2 separate regions of the Hordeum vulgare genome follow, and region 1 is linked to region 2. The links are chromatin contacts, called in public Hi-C maps. All regions are on one chromosome and are shown on one strand. Each heading gives the region's core, a stretch centred on a gene start, on an enhancer-like site or on the middle of the called end of the contact. The rest is flanking DNA. Distances are from core to core; before and after follow the strand shown.

What was found. Hi-C and Micro-C count contacts between places; a contact is called where the count stands out from the background.
Region 1: a contact with region 2 is called in a Hi-C map of seedling, with 5 times the contacts expected there. The contact joins the promoter of LOC123447762 here to the promoter of LOC123447752 in region 2. A contact is called at or near these places in 1 of 6 Hi-C or Micro-C datasets (seedling) and 1 of 1 datasets of contacts at active chromatin or transcription factors (embryo).

What each region holds. Positions count from the first base shown.
Region 1 is chr1H:482,893,922-482,896,621 of MorexV3_pseudomolecules_assembly, forward strand. It overlaps LOC123447762, which reads right to left and starts at 1,252. Exons shown (of 5, transcript XM_045124418.1): 1 at 955-1,252; 2 at 130-286. The coding sequence starts at 1,145.
Region 2 is chr1H:482,732,510-482,735,209 of MorexV3_pseudomolecules_assembly, forward strand. LOC123447752 reads right to left here and starts at 1,412. Exons shown (of 4, transcript XM_045124408.1): 1 at 1,140-1,412; 2 at 562-647; 3 at 321-444. The coding sequence starts at 1,145.

The sequences.
Region 1 (2,700 bases), core at 2-2,501, 160 kb after region 2:
ACTATTGTTTTCGGGGATACAACTAGTCACGGGTATATCAATTTCTGAGAGAAAAAGCACTCTCTTGATTGCGACATTCACTTGCTTGAAAAAGGAAATGCATGGAACCTGGTTGGGTCAAGTACATACAACGGCAGCAAAAACCAATGCAAGGGCGAAAACAGAGCTATCCCCGCCTTCTTGTTGACCAACCGCCACAGCCAAACTTGCCACCGCCGCAGAGAGAGATGAAATAATTCCAGAAGAAATAAGAAACTTCCTTGCATCCCATTTCTTCTCCTTTAACCTGCATGTCTAGGACGAACAAAGTACAGCTTAACGAAACAACAGCACAACTGTCCAACTTGCTATTCAACTGCAATGATTCTGAAGATGCAGTAATGCGCTTTTCCTTTGGCAGGATATAGTCTTATTCAGTTATCAGGAACACAATATACATATATGCGACACTGATGTCCGGTTGTGCGGTGGAAATAGTTCGGGTTTCACTGGGTGGTTTTGAAAAGGCAGCACTAATCTCGTGCCAGTTATTTTGGCAGCAAACAGGAAAATGTGACAGCTAACTCAGCCTGATTAACCGATCGCGCATGGGTTTTCCAAGGAATAAAACCATGTTATTGAATTTCAGTGCAGATGGCACAACACAGATCACATAGGCTAGGCGTGCAGTAAATCCTCGCCTGCGCACACAATCCTCCTACAGAAGCCAAGTCCCATCCCTCTATCCTCCGCCGCGAACCTAAGATTTCCGAAACGCAAAGCGAACCGCTTGCTTCCACATCACAAGAGGAAACCCTCCCGCTGCGCTTTTCTACTAGCACTAGTACTACTTTCCGCGAACGGGACCGGATCGCAGGAGCGACCTCTCGAAGGGGTCGCACCGACGCCGAAACGGAGGGCGCGCTGGATCTAGACTTAGACTAGAGAGGCGGGAGGGAAGGGGGAAGGGCGCACCAGATGGAGAGGACGTTGACGAAGTTGGCGAAGGCGAAGGCGAGGAGGGCGGCGCCGAGGGGGAAGTTCCCGCCGGCGCCCGCGGCGGGGACGCCCACGCTAGCCCCGGCCAGGCCGGCCACCGAGGCCGTGGACGGCGTCGTCCCGGCGGCACCCCCCGCCGCGGCGGTCAACATCTCGGTGGCCCTCATGCCCGTCGGTAGTTGGGACGGCTCACTCCGTCTGTCTGGCTGGCTCTCTTCCGTGCTCCCCCTTGCGGTTGGGTTCGGGCTCGTCTCTCTCGCGTGCTTGGGTGTGGGGCTCGGGCTTCGTTTTGGAGGTTGGGCACTTGGGCCTCGAACCCGCAAGGTACAGCATCTGTCAGATTCCTCTCCACCATCAGATTGAGATCAGATGGCTGAGATCGTATCTCCCAACCCTCGTGTTTTCTTCCTCCCTCCACAACTTTGTGGCTGTCAAATGAGGCGGCGGTCGCCGGTTCAACCCACGCTTCTCTTCTCGTTAGATGTCCCTAACTTAAAACTCTAACATGTAGCCTAACTAATGACCTCGTCTTGTCTTTGTGTGCGTCGTCATGTTCACCGTCGTTATGGCTCGACTCCTATGTAACATTCACCATGCCTTAGATCATTTCCGACAATTCCACGATAAATCATCCCAATAGAGTGTTATTGGGTTGTCTCAATAAGTTTTTTGGTTTATTGGGTAGGTTGTTTTTCTCTCCGGTGTGTGAGATCAAGGTGGGGTGCGCCGGTGTGGAGGCAAGCTCGAGCGAGCGCGTGGCATGGTAGTAACCTCGGGGGTAGTGAGTCGGTGCTTAGATCGACATTGTGCGGCGACGAGCTTGTGGCATGGCGCGGCGCGATAGTGAGCTCAAGGCCATCGACAGAACTTCTCTATCACAAATAGAATAACACCATGTTCAGAAATGATCATATCAATTCGTTGTGTGTAGTGCTATTAGCACAAGTTCACTGCCGTAATCATCATTGTCGCATGGTCATCTAACGACGAGAAGCTCCAATAGGTTGATGGCTCATTTGATCATGGTGTAAAACATGTAAAATCAGGAACAATAACATCAGTAAAAACAAATTAGTCAAGTACACTGTTAGAGCATATTTCCCCATATGTGGTTTTGGTAATTGATGACAATCCCTATGGACTAATGGTTGCCTTAAGTTATATTCGAAGGATTTGTCCATAGGCACTTCTTGAAGTTCATTTGTTGGTTTCAAGGAGTTTATATGATGACCAAGGTGGTATTCAAGGTATTATATAAAGAATGGTCATAAAGAAACACAGTTGATCAAGACTAAGTCAAAGAGTGAATCAAGTTGATCAACACGCAAAACGTACAAGATGTACCGAGAGGGATCAAGTGATCACATGGTATGGTAAGCATTGTCCATTATGCCTGGTGTACTAACCCATGGTCTTCGTGAGAGTTCTATGTGGGGTTAGGTGTGTTTCCATGGGCTTGCGTTAAGAGGAAGATCTCATAAGACCCATGGAGGATGACATCAAGTGGTTATCGTCATCAAGATTGCGGTGTGCAAGTTCAAGTGGAGCATCACGAAGATATCATGCTTGAAGCTTGTCGTCCATTGTGGTGGCAATGGACTTGTGAAGATGTGTTGAAGAGTGACTCACCCATTAAGGACAGTAAAACTGAGCCTAAACCGAGGCCTCTCACGCAATCAGTTTTCTCAGTCGTCCAATGTCCTGATCTGGCCCTTTTCGTCC
Region 2 (2,700 bases), core at 162-2,661:
ATGGAAACAAAATAACTTCAAGCTGGTATTTAATGAGCTTGTGAGATGATACATTATAACAGCGCTTACAAGGTATATGTTCATGATAAAAAAAAGGCCAATTATGATACAAACAGAAGCTCCATAAAAATCAGTGAAACTGCTTAAGTACCCAAAGCAAGACTAGCATCCCACCAGTAAAAGATTAATGCAATCAAGTAACATAATTCAGTAGTGATACTAGTTTTAATTTACATCAACGTTTATACAACCGTTCAGTCCTACACGATTTGCAGCTAAAACTCAGTAGATGAGTTAAGATACATCTCTTTCACATATACCTGCATAAATTCGTAACGCTCCCTTCCAATAGATTCATTCTCAGCAATGGAAAAATATGCTAGCATTGGATAGTGTCCAATGTAAGATGCATAGCTGTCTCTTTGGATATTTACAGCCCATTCACTGCAATACAAAGACATGTTAACGGTTAATATCCTACCAGACCATGCCAATCAAGAATAATTCTTACCATTTAGCTAGCTAATGCAACATTCCTAATACAAAAGATGAGATGCTTACAATCTGGTCAGGTCAGCATGCCCTGTTCCGACATATTTGGCTTGGAGGTGCTCAAGTTGAGAATTGATGTTGAACCTGTCGCTAGCCTTCAGAATGGTGATTTCTATTAGATCTTACAAGCGATGCCGTTAAAATGTAAAAGTATATTATAAAACGACACTATATTGGAAGACTATGGCCTAGTTGAAGCCTTTAAGCTGAAGCAAGCTAAAAGAAGAAAAGTGGCCACTCGGCGATCTGGTGATATTGAACAGAATTGCTCAAAATAAGATGATTCAAAAAATGAAGATCATGATTCATGAGAGTGCAATTCAAAACATACAACATGTGAGCTCTAGCATTGTGACTACTTGAAGCTAACCATCAACACAGCACGAAAGGTAAATGTAGCCACAAGTGCTTTGGATATTAAGAGCATATAGCACAGATTTTAAGTTTATCAATCATTTCAGTCAGCCGACAAAGAATAAATCGACCCAAAAAATGTTTTTCGGGGAGATTGATGAGGGATTAAGCAACACCGTCGAATATTTTGGAGAGAATAAGCAACACAGAGAGATTGATCAGGGACTGCTGACCTGCATGGTGGCCGACGGGTACGGCCCTGACCCTGGATGGGAGAGCCGGGAGCCCCGGAATCAGATCTGCGAGCGGCGCGAGTAGAGATCGACAGCGGTGGTGCTCGAGGAGGAGGGGGCGGGCAAGCGACGGCGATACGGGAGGGTCGCCGGGGCGCAAGACGTCGAGGGCGAGGGAAGGCGCCGGCGGGTGCTCGCGGAGACGAGGTGGCGGCCGATTCTGGCGACGGGAAATCTCAAAACCCTAGTACTGCTCTGCTCGTCTGGTCGGGGAAGAAAGGAGCTGGTGGGAACGGTCATAGAGAGTTAGAGACCAGCCCAGGCTTTTTTTTCTTTTAGCGGATAGAGACATTCTGGTGGCCTACGGGCTGGCCCTGACACGGCACGGCATGCGGAGGCCCGTTTATAAGCTACAAGCTATTGTCATGTCATCTATAGCCTATTTTATAGTTAACATGTACAATAGTTCATTGCAAAAGTGTACTATTTCTTTATTATATGGTTCACCTTTCATACTCACAAAATGCCTTCTCTCTCCTCTTCTCTTTCCTCTAACTAAATAAAAAAATATTAGTTTATTTCTTATAGCCAGCTGACTCAGCTCTATTGTACTTGCTCTAAGCGGACCTTCCCGTGTCGGCACGCTGGGCTCGCCTCCAGGGCGTCGGCTACCCCGCGTGCTTTTTGGTCTTTTATGTCGTTTTTTTGATAATTTTTGGCTCTTTGGACAAAATAACTTGGTAAAAGAATATAAATAGATGCGGTGTCGTGTCGGCACGCGGGCCTTGCCTCGGCGGACGACCACGGCAAACGACATGTCATGGGTCAGGCACGAATCGTTTAGTCACACCCGTTACGTGTCAGGCACACATGCTCATGGGCTGGCTTGCAAAGCGACTCGTTTGGCCAGCTATAATTGTACATAGGAGCGATTCTAGTTAAAGTCGTCATATCAAATCGATCATCGTAATGGCTATAGTTGTCCGTAAGAGCAGAGGCGGAGCGTGACACAAAACATGGAAAGTGTGGACGCTTAAAATGCAAAGCAAAGATAATCAAGGACAAATAAAATAACATGGTCTTTCATACTTTGGTCATGGAATAAATAGATAAGGATCAGAAACTATATAGTACACATATCTAAACTAAATAACTAGAATGAAAGGAAGAACTGGGTAGGGTTTTATAGAGTCAAAAGAATTCGAGAAGAAGGCTCAAATAGAGCTCTTTCCTGATAATAGTAGACAAGGTGAGCTCGGTGTAGTGGTTATTGTGTGTGTCTGTTGTTGTTGCCGAGTAGAGTTCGATTTAGGTATCGTGTCCGTCGTTGTCTTGATAGGAGATGAATTGATTTTTTTATTAGGGATAGGATATGAATTTATGAGAGCGGCCAACTGCCTTCTTAGGCTCAGCCCAATGAGCTGCTGTTTTTGGACCTCAAAATCTAAAAATATAACATGATAAAAAAAATCAATTTTCTGGGTGTGCCACGGCCCTCCCGTGCTATGCACTAGCTACACTAATGCATACATATATCCATTTTATTTCTCACATGTCCAAA